Linked DNA regions of Mus musculus: all the other regions are linked to region 2. Evidence: chromatin contacts called from public Hi-C, HiChIP or PLAC-seq and promoter capture Hi-C data. All regions are on one chromosome and are shown on one strand. The core of a region is the stretch at or near the end of the contact, and the rest is flanking DNA. Distances in the headings are between cores, read along the strand shown. Region 1 holds the start of Bbx (bobby sox HMG box containing). Region 2 holds the start of Ift57 (intraflagellar transport 57). Region 3 overlaps Bbx (bobby sox HMG box containing). Region 4 overlaps Bbx (bobby sox HMG box containing). Region 5 overlaps Bbx (bobby sox HMG box containing).

Region 1 (2,700 bases), core at 107-2,606, 730 kb after region 2:
GAGGCATCGACCCCATCCCCGGATAAAGGATCTGCAAGTTTTCTGTCATCGCGACCGTGCAATGCCATAACTTACCTTCAGAATGAGTCTTTAACCAGCCAAGGCCTTCCTCCTCCCCTCCACCGCCACCACCCCCAGCCTCGCTCTCTCCACCTTAAACTTATTGACACAACATAATCCCACATTCAAGCAAAATCCTGACACAGCCTCCCTCGTCCTCTCCCCCCTCCTCTCTTCCCTCCCGTTTCTCTCTCTCTCTCTCTCTCTCTCTCTCTCTCTCTCTCTCTCTCTCTCTCTCTCTCTCTCTCTCTCTTCCCCTCCCTCTCCCCTTTCCCTCCCCTCCCCTCCTCTCCCTCTCTCGCCTTCTTCGCCTTCTTCCCCTCTCCCCTGTTCTTCCTCCAGGCTACTCTGGCACTGGAACAGCACTTTCTCCACTCGCCGCGCATTTGGCTGGGGGTGGGGGGTGAGGGGGACACCGATCTCGGGGCCGGAACACCCAAATCCTAACTCTGCAGATGAACGAGCAACCGGGCTGCCGGTCCCGGTCACCGTCGCACACACACCAAATGTAGCCCCGACCCACCGAGGGCAGCCTTCCCGTACCTTCCACCCCTGCCCCGGGCTCCTCAGGCCCCACCTCCCCCGGCAGCCGAGCCCTGCCCGGGGCTCCTCCACGTACTTTCGCCTCCTTGAAGTTTGGGGCTCCCGGGGCGGCCACGAGCCGCCCGCCGGCGTGAGGGGACCGCTCCGTTGTTGTTTTCCTCGGGCGGCTCAACCCCGCGCCCCGGCTCCGTGCCCCCTCGGGCGGCGCTGCCCGGGCGCCGAGAGGTGCTGCCTGCAAACGCAGCCTGGCACCGGCTGGCCTACTCCTCCCCAGCCCGGCCCCCAGCTCGCGCTCGCCGGGCAGCGCCGCGCGCCCCCCGGCCCGGGCCCGCCGGCGCGGCCGCCGCGACCCTCGGCCCGACCTCTCGCCACCCAAAGTTTTGGCTGAGGGGAAAGTGGCCCGCGAGGCGCCGGCCGGTGGCGGCTCGGGCTCCGGACGCGCGGGTTCCCCTCGCCTTCCTCAAGTCCACCCTACCGGCTGCCGCCGCCGCTGCCGCCGCTCCTGCCGCGGAGTCCTCGGGCTGCAGCCCCGGCGGCTCGCAAGTGAGTAGGAAAACAGAAAGTGCGGGAGAGCGCCTGCGAAGGCTGCGGATGGCGGGCGCCTACCTCGCGGGCTCGCCGCGGCGCGAGGGCGTGTGTGTGGCTCGCCCTCAGCGGCCAGTCAGGGGCTCTCTATGGGAAAGTGGAGAGGAGCTTGCGGAGCCGCGCTGCCTCCGCTCCACTGTACACTGCTCCACATACAGTACATGCAACCCGGAGAGACTGAAAACACTCATTTTATATAAGGCAGCCTGCCATTGGCCCGCGCCGTGACGGACGGGCGGCGCAGCCAAACAGGAGGCGCGTTACACCCAAACACACGCACACATACACACATTTCACAGAGACACACAAAGATCATCACATTTTCTATTTTCTAATGTTCGGGACCTGTAGACAGTGGGCGAAGACAGGTAGTGAGGCCCAGCAGAGTAGGGGTCAGGAAGGAAGCCCTCTCTATACCAAGTTGCCAGGCTTGAAACTGGTGTCCTTTTGACTTGGGAGGGTTATGGTAATAAACTACAACTCCACTGGATATGGAAGTGAGGAGGGATGGGTTTGATCGCTGCCTTGTGGTGCCCCATGAAAGAGGCGAGCATTGTGTTATGATTTTACAGCCCGGCCTGCTAACAAGTGGCCGAGAAAGGCTTTTATCAGCTTAGATTTCTTTTGTCAATGGGTTAGCCATCACATAGGCCAAAATAGTGCGAGATAAGTTTATCAAGACTAGAATGCTTTGAGATTGTGACTGCCTCGTTAGCAAGCAAATTCAGAAAGTAAGAAAAAAAATCAATACAACAGGCAGAAACAAAGATAAACCTTATGCTAAAGTAGCCGAATGTGCACTTGAAAGTCAGAGGGCAATCACCTGTATGGGTACACAAGGTGTGCTGAAATTACACACCTTGTGGGAAAATGACAATCGACAGTCTGCCTTAGAAATAGACCTCTTGGTTCAATATAGCCAAGATTTATAATACACACACACACACACACACACGCGCGCGCGCGCGCGCGCACACGCACACGCACACACATCCTTTGTTTTATGTATTTCCCGCTGTATATGACTACTCTATGGTGGGTGATTTCTAGAGACAATGAAAGCGAGATCTAGTTTTAATGATATTTTTACTATGCTGTATCTTTGGCAGATCTTGTTAACAGTTTGATATAAACAAGTCAAAGGGATACTTAGAAAGAACCGAACCTAGGAATTAAAACAGAATAAAATGCACACACAAGTTTTTAACTAGTTGAGCAATCTTTTGAGCATATGAGTTCTTTTAGTCTCCTTCATTCTTAGAGTTGATTTTAGTTTTTATTTAAAGATTAAAATAAGCTTTCCCAAGATTGCCTTCATTAAATGGTTATTCAGCATCTACAACTCACTGGGACTATTCTAGGTCCCAGATGTTTTCCTGGAGTTCCTTCTGACCAGGATCCAAAATTTTCAAGAATCTTAAATACAAACAGTTTTGAAGATTAAATAGTATGATTTTTATAGTCTAACTGATAGCCTAAATTTTAAAAGTAAACCGAGTAAGAAAACCTTTC
Region 2 (2,700 bases), core at 34-2,533:
TGAGGCGTGCAATTACCCAGTTATCCTTGGATTTCTCATCTCCATTTTATTTTCTACATAAATCAGTAGTTTTATGTGTGTCTTTTATTTGATGAATAGCAATGTTTTTCATTTGGATACCTTTATTAGCATTAGAAACAAGGCTGATTAGAAAGAAAAACTCTTCCTTTTATCACAAGGATTTTTACAAATATGATTCAGATTTTAATTATGTCAAAAATATGATCCTGCTACATTATTTAGGGTGTGATATAAGCTGTTGATGACCCCTTAACAGGCACAGGGTTAATCAGACAAATGTTACACCTCTTGCTTCTGAGTTATCTTAAGAAGTAGCTAGGCAACTTCTCTTCGCTTCACTTCTTATCTTTAACTACAAGAAAGATTGCCTGATGCAGTACTTTATTGTAAGGATAAGTCACATCCCTGGTCAGTTATGTCTCCATGTGTTTTCTAGGTCAATACGTGCTGACATAATAGCAGAAATGTTCTTATCTAAATGTAAGTGCTACAATGCAGCACTTCCTTTCCAGATACTATATTTTGTGGGATTTCATTAGTACTCAAGAATTTAAATCTGCATGGGCTCGGAACAGATTGAGGCCAATGTGTGTGTGGTATAAATCTTTTCCCAAGCTGCCCTCTTCCAAGCAACCGCTTTCCTAATGGAGTGAGATAAGATCATTGTAAGACTTTAAGTCTTATTTAGAATATACTCGTAAGTCTAGCACTATCTAATAAGCAATTAAGTTAAGAAATAGACTAGCAGTCTTGCGGGTGGAATTTCTGAGGTAATGTGAACCTAAGGACAGCGAGTTTCACCACAACTTCCCACTTTGAGAAAATAAAACAAGAATCACTGAGCAAGCATAACCTCCAACACTCTGTTCTGCTTCGTTTCAGTCCTTTGAATTGCTACCTCGATGACCAGATGTCTGTTCATTCAGCAGCCCTGAGCAGAATACCAGATCCTGTGCTCCTCTTGGCTGTACTCAGCATGCAGCGCTAAATAGCTGGGGACCCTACGCCTTTAAGGCGCGCGGGAGAGGCGGAAGAGGTGGGGGACGATGCGCCACGCCCATAGGGCGGAGCTACCCCCTAGGCCAGGGACCAGCATGGCGTGACGTCACGTAAGAATCCAGCTTTGATTGGTGAAAATTTAGAGAGGCCGGCTGGGAGCGAAGGAGGCGGGTCTGGTTGCCGTGGTGACCGGCTGCCCTGCGGTTGCCTGGTAACGGTGGGGACTGTGCGGTCTGTGGGGTGCGGGCGGCGAAGGCTGCAGAGATCCTGGCCGGAGCCCAGCCGGGCGCTGGGGGTCTGAGCAGGGATGGCCGCCGCGGCCGCGGTGATCCCGCCGTCGGGCTTGGACGATGGGGTGTCTCGGGCTCGCGGGGAAGGCGCAGGGGAGGCTGTGGTGGAGCGCGGGCCAGGAGCGGCCTACCACATGTTCGTGGTGATGGAAGACTTAGTGGAGAAGCTGAAGCTGCTCCGCTACGAGGAGGAGCTACTCCGAAAGAGCAATCTGAAGCCCCCGTCCAGGTGCGTGCCTTGCCCCCAGCGCCGGGTGCTGGCTGGACCCCAGGGGGACGCTCCCCCTTAGGTGAGGCGAAGACCCCGCGCGGGGGTCCTTACATCCCTTCCTCTGGCTTCTGTGCTCAGGAAGGAAACTTCCGCACTGTGGAAGGTGTAGTTTTTCAGACTTGATCATTTTGTGGAGAAAGTAAACAAGTTTTGTAATGGCAGGGAGGACTGGGGAAGACAGTCTGCCCATTTTTCAAAACAGTCACGCACCGTCTACCAAACACAAATCTTGTTTTAAATATAATAAAATACCCAAAGTAGAAAGGGTAGAAAAACCTATCTCTAGCGATGAGCGCCCTTATCATTTAGATCTCTTTCTAGTTTATGTTTTCCTTTGCTAGACTTTGTAAACTAACAACTGTGAATACTTAGGACATTTCTGAGCAGCACTTGTTATGTAGTAAGTAAACTTGTGGGCTAATTACTATGGTTCAAACGACTTAGTGCTTTTGCAACAATACTCTTAGAAAATGGGAAGTGGAGAAGGCAAATGAAATAAGTGTTTGGAATGGCCCTCAATATAGGACCTAAAGTTCCCGCTTGCGGTAGTGGGGAAAGTTTGGAATATCCCCAAGGCAGAGCCTATAGTTGTCAAGAGTGATAGACAAAAGTCCCTCCTGTAATCATGGTAGCTTAGTGATAACTGTGTTCTATTGCTTTTTTTTCCCTCTAAATCCCGTGTTTGTTTTATTCTGTAAGAAGAAATTAAAGAGTTATTTATCGTACTTTCTTTTCCATCAATGGGACACATATCATTTCTCTTGGCAGTTTTAAGCTCTTACCCTCTTCCAGACAGGTCTGGAAGAATTCTTGTATAAAATCTGCCCACAATGCCAAGTTAGTCTGTAAAAGGAGAAAAATTAGAGAAGAAAGATCATCTTGATCCTGATCCATAATAGAAGTTTCTAGATTGGGATTATTATTTAAAATAAATTGGTCATAGTAATATAGATGGCCAACATTTTTGGTGGGGATAAAAGTGTTAAGTTTTTCAAATTTATCTGTCAAACAAAGGGAAAGTGGACTTACTATTAATAGTAATATTATTAACGAGCTCTTATTAATGCCTTGCTGTACTGAAACTCAAAGCTTGAGCAAGACACTTTGTACCACGGATTT
Region 3 (2,700 bases), core at 84-2,583, 530 kb after region 2:
CAACAAGAAAAAGTTCCCTCTTCAGATACTTCAAAATGAAATGAATACATATAAAATACTCTACAGATGCTACCACATTCAAAATAACACTTCAGTTGTGGTTTTGATTACCTCACAAAAGCACTAGATAGGATATTTGCTTTTGGAGCCTACAGGTAAGGATTCTGCCAAATTTATTTGTGTCATGCAGGAAATTTCATCAGTTGAAATACTCGGGCTAAAAGCAACATTCAACACTGACCCTTCAAAATGAAAGCAGCCCACAACAAAGAAACAAAAATGTAGTTACCTGGCATTTCTCTATGATGGCTACCTACAAACCCTCCCTTAAGTGCTTGGAAGCTCACAGGTAAAGTGAGATGGATGAGACACATGAATGATTCACACAAGGTATTAGTTTGATATTCAACTGATCATGATGAGTTCTTTCAAGGGAAGACTCTGCTAGGCCTTGCTGTCCTTTCAGGTTTGCAGAAGTCACTTACCTCTGTCAACATTAGCTCGGAGAGAGGTGAGCATGCCCTCGGACACCAGGGTTTTATAAAGAGCACCTTTGCAAGACCTCTCAGATTTCCTGGAGCCACAGGTCTCCGTTTTTCTGTGACAATCACTATCCTCAGGCTTAGCCTGTCCTGGTAGGCTAGGTGGCAGTGCATCCTCGGTAGGGGTCAAGGGTTCTGCTTTTATGCCCTCTGGCACCTCCCCAGGAACACTCTTGCTGGCAGAAATGCTAAGGAAATCTGGAGGTCGAGACTCTTTGGTGATGTCTGAGCACTTCTCCTTGGAAACTTTCTTCTCCTTGGATTTCACTTTTTTCTTTGGTGGCTTGGCATCCAAAATGCCTCCCTTGCCACTTGAGGAGGGGCGGACTTTCTTTCTTGGGGTTTCTCCGAGTTTGTCAACACCCCAGTCTCCTTTTGCCACAGCTTCGATGGTGTACATGACACTCTCGATGTCAGATTCTGAAGACTGCCTCTTCTTGCACGTCTTCTTGGGTGTGGATTTGTCATTTCCGTGTCGATCCAGTTTGTTTTTCTTCTTTTTCTTCTTTATCTTCTCTGGTTTGTTTAGCGTGGTTGGGTCCTCAATGATCATAATTCCGTGAGGATGGCACATGTGGTCCTTTCTACTGGGGACACCACTAATTATTATCTTGCTACTGGCAGAGTAAGAAAAATCAGGGAAGTGACTGTATTTCTGATCATCCTCTGGCTCCTTCCTAATTTCTTTGGGGTCTTCCACTTTGATAGCCATGACATTATCCATCTGTAGCTGTTCGATGTCTCTTAAGTCCTTAGACTCTCTCACGTTGCCCTTAGCTGACTTCCCAAATTCTGCTTCCTTCTGGAACGAAGTTTCAGTGGTTTTCTCCACTTCTGTGCCTCTCTCTTCCTTCCCCTTTTCTATTTCCTCAATTCTTCCTCCATCTGACTCTTTTGATTTTATTAGTTTTGTGTCTTCCATTTTCACCCCCTCTGATGCCAGACACATCTAAATAGTTGAAACATAAGTGAGAGGGAATTAGCAAACAGTCTCATTATTTTATCATTGAAATTAGTTTTAACTTTTTAAAATATATCGTTTAAAAATTCCAAATGTTACAATTAGTTCATTTCTTCAGAATTAATTTCATTGAAGCACAGGTAAACATTTTGAATCATATCCTAGCATCACCAGATACTTTTCTTAGGAAAATGAGATTTGCTAGAGGATGGATTCTAAAGCTTAGAGATAAATTTGGCTCTTAGTTTTTACTTATCTAGCACAGAATTTTACTTCTTATTGCCCCCAGACGTTTATAAAACATACATCCTATCCTGGAGGATTTTTATAAGGCTAAGTGAGATGATGTCCTTGTGTCAGTATGTAATAATCTTCATACTCTGTTCTGATATTTGGCCCAACACTCCAGAGAAAAAAGGAAAAATAGAAGTAACTTCCACTGATGCGCGTGAAGTCAGAAATGTTATAATGATTCATTAAACAAAGGTTTCAATTGGTTCAAAGGTTTCAAACCTATAATTGTGAATACATATTATAGGTTTCCAGATGCTGACATACAGCTCTAAAACCACAGAAGATCTGAAAACATCTGAGTTTGATCTTGTTTGGTGATAAATCTAATCTCATTTGAGCTTGACTATCGATTCTGAGTGAAAGCAATTGAAACTACTTATGTCTTAAAAAGTTGATCATACTTACTTGTGACTGTATTTTTGCTACCAGAATACTTATGCATTTGAATATGTACAGGACACATTACATACAACAAGATATATTTACTACACATGTACATTTTTATAGAATTTGAAATTTTCTGAATGCCAAAAATACATCTGCTATAGATTTGGTAAACTCTGAAACTTCTTCATCCCTAAATAACACATATGGGACATTTAAAAGGAAAGCTGTTTACCTTCATCTCCAGCTCTCTATTACCTCCTAACACCAGGGAAGTGAAATTACAGCTTATTGTAAACTATTTTCTATACTTCAGCATCCACTCATAAACACTTAACTGTAAACTCTCAAATGCCAGGCCCCAAGAGGACGACTAAAGATATAAAACAAGCAGGCCCAGGTTTCTCTTTGAGGAATTTACTAAGAGGTCAATGTTGCTGTTTTGTCAAGGGCAGCACAGGTCAAAGCAGTGTAACATATGTAGTTTACTGTGCATTAGCACACAGAAGGGAAGGGCAC
Region 4 (2,700 bases), core at 133-2,632, 610 kb after region 2:
CAACTCATTTCTGTGAGGACTTCTGCATTTGTTACTACTGATCCTAGTGTTATAGTTTGCAGAATAATTTCAGCTTAAGGAGTTATTCTTTTAAAAGTGGAACCATTCATTTCATCGGAGGTGGCACTGCAAATCCGATTCTTGGGTACCATCCAACTTACAAAGGGAGAAAACAAGATCCACAGATATCAAAGGTTAACTCAAGTGCACTGAGCTAATTATCGTCAGAGCCAGGGTCTCTTGATCACTCGATTAGATCTCTTTCCCTAAATCACACTGGCTCCTTCTTTTTCAGACAGAAATGAGATGTCTTCATTAATATTGCCTTAAGGAAAGAGAAACCTCCTTAACTGTCTACGCTTTGATTCTACGAGGTCCATATGGGAACTGCTACTTAGGTCGGTCTGAAAGGCAAACGAGAGAGTTAAACTGAGTCCATCTTCTACCATGACATCAGTGGGACTGGGATGAGGCGGCTTCCCAGAACAAACCCATCAGTTTGGGAATCTGTGTTGTTCACCAAATGGGTACAAGGAGACGTTTGTTTTCCGCCAACTTGGTCCACAGCGTTTGCTGAGACTGTGGGGGCAGAGCCACCTCGGTGAGTGCTCAGGATCACAGGCTCACAAAGAGCACGCATGGCCTGGCACTTAGTATTTGAGAAGAGAGTCCTAATTTTCCTCACAGGTGGCATCTTTTCTCTCCCATCATCTCCCAGAGTAGGTGGAGATAGACCACACATTCTTTCTTCTTGGACTGGTTCCTGTCACCATGTGTCTTCCTATCTCTCAGCCTTTGACAGCTGACACTTGTAGCTGACTTTCACATTAGGGTTACGCTTCTCATCGCTGTAATTTTGCACTGTATGTCTTGCTATTCACAGAACCAGATTCTGCACAGTAAATGTACATATGAAGTGAAAGCTATAAATTCAGATGCAAATACTAACCGTAGATAGACGAATGCCTTGGCTATTTCACTTATCTCTAACTTATGGTTCACCTCATCCAGTCCTAGAGGCAGCAGCCCCGCCAATCTAAATAATCCTAAGGCTGGAATTTGGAAAAACTCTCTCCACTAGATTTCAGCTCAGGCTGAACACAATTCGCCTGCATCGGCTTTGAAAGAAGACTGAGGACCATAGTGATAAGACAAATCTCAAAGGGGTCCTTTGTAGGTTACATGCGAACTGCTTTTGAGACTGAGTCTGTAGACATCTTACTTTGGCTCCACCTCTATACAAACTGCTCGGGGAGCCTAAGAAAAGCAGCTTTGAAATGTGCAAGTACACAGATTTTGTACTGCTGCCACGGGCCTGCAGCCGCTGCCAAAGGAACGGGTGAGTCAAAGCAGCTCACACACCGCACTTCTCCATGTCTTCCCTGTACTTGGCAGCAACACACTGGGATCAGTCATCCCGCTGATCATGCAGACTCCAGAGTCATTGCTAGAGCAAATGTTTCCTGTCCAAGAACTTTCAACTGATATAAAAGTTAACATTTCAGGGCAAAGAGGGCCTTTTATGCAATTATGATATACTTGGAATCTGTGATAAATTAAAAGGCCAGTGATACAGTGAGTTCCACACTGCTGGACTAACACCAGGACACCCAGACCCATCTTTCCAGGTCAAAGGTGGTACTGGCACTTACTCAAAGAATAAAGGCACACCAACGCTCAAAGTTTCTAGCACCAGTTGTACAGCCAGAGAGCAGCAGTGTATTCACACAAGATGACTCTTTCCAGGCGCTTGTGACATTTACTTCTAATTTCAAGGAAATTGAGATAAGGTACCAGTAAGCTCTACTTTTCTCATGTAAAACAGATGTAGCATTAATGATTTTTGGGTCTAATTATATGAGACATAAGTATAACTATTTTTCTCTCTAAAACTTTATATTCTGTGATTGTAACACTGTGGTTATCACTGAAATCATACACATGCAACATTAAACAGACTCAGCAGGATGTATTTATATATCTATTATCTACATATCTATATCTATAGATATACACACACGCACACACACAAACAATAGCAATTAAAACAAAGAGGTCGTGAATCTGTGGGTATGGAAGGCAGAAGATAGATGGAAGGAGGAAAAAAAGAAAAAAGAAAATGATTTAATCATATTTTAATTTTGAAATATACATTTAATTTAAAAACTGTGAGAATGCATTTCTCTATTAATATTATCTAATACACTCACAAGGACTGTTTCTACTTAATTTTAACTATACTATGGCTTGAATCTGACCCCAAACTCCATATGTTAGAGGCTTATCCACAGTTCAAGGTTCAGAACTTTTTAAAATGAATTTTTCTGGGGAACTATGTTCTTACTGACTAGATTGAAGCCATTACTGTAGGAGTGCACTCATTACCTTCACAGAGGATTAACGCAATCCATTTGGACAGTCTTTGTTCCTCTCCAGTGCACCTGGTCTTTATACTCTTCCGCCTCAGCTTTCCTTAAGGGGCTGCTCACTGGGAGTTTGACCATGCTCCAGGGAGTATGGACAACACAAACAGAATACTGTTCCCCTCTCCTTCTCCTTCTCCTCCTCCTCTTCCCTGCTCCTCCTCTTCCTCCTCCTCCCTTCTTCTTCCCCCTTTTTCATTCTTCTTCCTTATTGGGGCAGGGGGAGGTCTTAAGGGTGGAGAACAGACCTGGAAAAACTGGGAAGTGTTATTGGGGT
Region 5 (2,713 bases), core at 182-2,681, 670 kb after region 2:
TTCTTTAGATGGATATCATAGTAAAAGCACAATCTGAAGTCTTTCCTTTAGATAAAGCACCCAAGAGAAAAGTATTGGTGTGGCTCTGTATTTAGTATGTGATTCCTCTTTAGGACTGGATGGGTGGTCCATCAGGGATGTCATTAGCCTTTGGGAAACTGGCTGATTCCCGGGAGTGGGCAATGCCTAGAAGCAGGAGTATTTTGAGCTGTGTTAGGGAAATAAGGTCATGAAAGGTCAGCAGCTAAGTTTCCGGAGATATAGGACCAGGCAGACTGTGACTGCCTTGGAGCCACATGGAACTGTACGGCCACTGAAGAGTGGCATCCCTGCCCCCACACTACAAAACAGTTTACTCACCATGCTCTGCCCTAATCTACATGTTGGGCACAGGCCCATGACATAGCTTTTGATGAAATAAATGATGAGTCAGTAAGCTTCAAGATATGAGACAGAAAGGCCAGTGGCCAACATGACCCCCAAATGGAAGATCCCTATGGAGGCAGGCAGGCCTCTGAGCAGTGCTAAAACTTCAGAGTAGTATAATGGATGCAGAGCATGGTGGGTAAAAACTCAAAGCAGAAGTAAGATGGGCACACGTATGTAAATGGACATTAAAATTTCTCATTCACCCATGCTATAAGGCATCTCAATATTATAGTAATTATTTAATTTTTTAAATCTTCATATTTAAGTAGGTATAACCTATTGTCAAAGAGCCCATGGAATGGTTCCTTGTGAAAATGATTTCAGAAATGTTAACAAAGGCTAACTTTAAGGAAATAATTGAAATTTGAAACTGTAAAACTCTGCATTATACATATGAAGGCTTATATCCTGAGGGGCTGGGGGGAGATAATAGGATTAAACTAGGATAAATGGATCCCAAAAATGATATTTAAAAAAATTAATAAAATAAAGGTATAAAGGAACTAACCAAAATTCATAGCGTATGATCCAAAATTGCTAGCCAACTGTGAAAATCACTTTCACACAAAAAATTCCTTTTCCTAAATTCTGGTTTGTTTTTTTTTTTTTTTTTTCTAAATACACCTGTGTCCTTTAATATATAATTAGAAAAGGCAAAATCCTCAAAACAGGTTCAGAAATTCTGACATATTTCTGTAACTGAACAAAAGTAAGGACAATTGTTCTCTCTAATACATTTTTCAGAGCTGCAAATGAAGAGTAAACCTCACTTCTGAGTTTCTCTCTCTCTCTCTCTCTCTCTCTCTCTCTCTCTCTCTCTCTCTCTCTCTCTCTCTCTCTCTCTCTCTCTCTCTCTCTCTCTGAATTGGGGTGTTGACCTTGTGCTATTTCCTTAGCCTCCACTTCTAAAACCTTGAAAATGCTCTGCTAGGTGGCACTACTCAAAAACCACATCAGGCCCTAGGTTCCTCTGTGCTTTGCAGAGCCACAGGAAACCACTGAACATTTAAACCAGCAAGCGCTCTTGCACTGGAGGCAGCTGGAAATCTGAGTCATGTGCTGTCGTTTCAGTTGCACTTTTCTCTTTTAAGATTTGTTTATTTTATTGATGTGCATGTGTTTATGTATACATATGCACCACATGAATCCTTGGTGCCCACAATGCTCAAAAGAGAAATTTGGATGCCCTGGAACAGAGGTCAGGTGGTTGTGAGCCACCTCGAGAGTGCTGGGAACTGAACCCAGGTTCTCTGTAAGAGAAACAGAAGTTAGCTCCTACCCTGCCACTCTGTTGCGTTTTTACTTTCAAATAATTGCCTGAAAGAAAGAGAACCTGATCGATAAAGCAATCTGGAAACAAAACAAAAACCAGTGGATCCAGAAGCAGAAATCACCCCCAAAAAATTCAGAATTAGGATTTAACTCTACTGACTTCAATTGTTCTCTAATTACAAACAACTGTTTTCTCAGTTGTTTTATAAGACTCTAGTGGGTAGCGCAGGTGAAATGTATCATCCCTTTTATCTTACTTGGGATTTTTAAGTATCAGTAATCGTACACAATTTGCATGGCTTCTTACTTAACTTGGGATTTTATTCATTGGTAGATGTGCAATTTCTGTTACAATAGCTATGGCCCACAGTCGCATCACTACTGACATTTTTGACTCTTGCCATTTTACCTGCTAACCCCAAATCCTAGCGCATAGACATAAGACTATCTCTATCATGGTATGTTCAGTTTTTACCTTATCCTTTTATAATTTTATGCTAGTGTTAGAAAGATAACTATGATTTTCTTATTAAAAATATTCATTAAAATAATCATGACCGAACAAAAGACATATATTTTTTTAAAGAGAATTGGGGAATGGGCACAGAGAAGCTAAGGTTTATTTAATAAAGTTACTCCTATTATATGAGGCAAACGGGGATTTTGAACCTCAAATACCTAATTCCATACTGCTTCTCTGAATAACCTCACACATTACCTCCCCCTTTCCAGGGGGAAAGGACTTTCACCCAGGCTTTCTCACTGAGCCTGCATTAACTTCCACCCTGACTCTTCAGAACCCTTCCCTCCCCTTGTGATCAGCCCAAATGTTCAGTGTGTTCTCACTTCCCTCTACCTCCCCGGCCTCAAACGTTAGAGCTCTGGCTCACAGTCCCCACCCCCAGCCCCCCAGGCTCGTAAGAACAATCAACCATCATTCATTCATTCTAATCCTGCCACGGTTCCCTATTTAGGAACAATTACAGTTCTAGTCACTAGAAAAGAGGACAAA

The links. Promoter capture Hi-C pulls out the DNA fragments that hold promoters and counts their contacts. A called contact is a pair of places that touch in the nucleus more often than the background predicts. HiChIP or PLAC-seq counts read pairs in DNA pulled down with a chosen protein or histone mark.
Region 1: a promoter capture Hi-C map of neutrophils shows a contact between it and region 2, with 4 times the contacts expected there. The contact joins the promoter of Bbx here to the promoter of Ift57 in region 2. A contact is called at or near these places in 5 of 39 promoter capture datasets (the 3T3-L1 cell line, liver, neutrophils and 1 more), 9 of 484 Hi-C or Micro-C datasets (B cells, CD8 T cells, cardiomyocytes and 6 more), 3 of 115 datasets of contacts at active chromatin or transcription factors (astrocytes, fetal liver and memory CD8 T cells) and 2 of 9 other capture datasets (adipose tissue and liver).
Region 3: an H3K4me3 HiChIP or PLAC-seq map of bone marrow-derived macrophages shows a contact between it and region 2, with 4 times the contacts expected there. The contact joins the enhancer-like site here to the promoter of Ift57 in region 2. A contact is called at or near these places in 5 of 39 promoter capture datasets (the 3T3-L1 cell line, the C10 cell line, cranial neural crest and 1 more), 2 of 115 datasets of contacts at active chromatin or transcription factors (bone marrow-derived macrophages and forebrain) and 1 of 9 other capture datasets (adipose tissue).
Region 4: a Hi-C map of adipose-derived mesenchymal stem cells shows a contact between it and region 2, with 4 times the contacts expected there. The contact joins the enhancer-like site here to the promoter of Ift57 in region 2. A contact is called at or near these places in 7 of 39 promoter capture datasets (the 3T3-L1 cell line, 3T3-L1-derived adipocytes, cranial neural crest and 3 more), 4 of 484 Hi-C or Micro-C datasets (the N1E-115 cell line, adipose-derived mesenchymal stem cells, bone marrow-derived macrophages and 1 more) and 2 of 115 datasets of contacts at active chromatin or transcription factors (astrocytes and large pre-B cells).
Region 5: a Hi-C map of CD8 T cells shows a contact between it and region 2, with 5 times the contacts expected there. The contact joins the enhancer-like site here to the promoter of Ift57 in region 2. A contact is called at or near these places in 1 of 39 promoter capture datasets (pre-B cells), 1 of 484 Hi-C or Micro-C datasets (CD8 T cells), 1 of 115 datasets of contacts at active chromatin or transcription factors (effector CD8 T cells) and 1 of 9 other capture datasets (embryonic stem cells).

Annotation. Positions count from the first base shown.
Region 1 is chr16:50,431,033-50,433,732 of GRCm38.p6, forward strand. Bbx (bobby sox HMG box containing) reads right to left here and starts at 1,357. Exons shown (of 17, transcript NM_027444.3): 1 at 1,210-1,357.
Region 2 is chr16:49,698,011-49,700,710 of GRCm38.p6, forward strand. It overlaps Ift57 (intraflagellar transport 57), which reads left to right and starts at 1,284. Exons shown (of 11, transcript NM_028680.3): 1 at 1,284-1,539. The coding sequence starts at 1,328.
Region 3 is chr16:50,223,803-50,226,502 of GRCm38.p6, forward strand. Bbx (bobby sox HMG box containing) reads right to left here. Exons shown (of 17, transcript NM_027444.3): 11 at 486-1,491. Among named protein-coding and RNA genes, the nearest start is that of Gm4827, 150 kb to the left of the region's middle. Within about 2 kb of position 1,334, at least 6 of the 459 cell types and tissues checked have an H3K27ac peak or open chromatin away from gene starts, as enhancers often do. A contact at or near this core is called in bone marrow-derived macrophages, where this site is marked.
Region 4 is chr16:50,308,274-50,310,973 of GRCm38.p6, forward strand. The region is part of intron 3 of Bbx (bobby sox HMG box containing); the gene reads right to left. Among named protein-coding and RNA genes, the nearest start is that of Bbx, 120 kb to the right of the region's middle. Within about 2 kb of position 1,383, at least 105 of the 459 cell types and tissues checked have an H3K27ac peak or open chromatin away from gene starts, as enhancers often do. A contact at or near this core is called in adipose-derived mesenchymal stem cells, liver and muscle stem cells, where this site is marked.
Region 5 is chr16:50,371,335-50,374,047 of GRCm38.p6, forward strand. All of the region lies in intron 2 of Bbx (bobby sox HMG box containing), which reads right to left. Among named protein-coding and RNA genes, the nearest start is that of Bbx, 60 kb to the right of the region's middle. Within about 2 kb of position 1,432, at least 34 of the 459 cell types and tissues checked have an H3K27ac peak or open chromatin away from gene starts, as enhancers often do. A contact at or near this core is called in CD8 T cells, where this site is marked.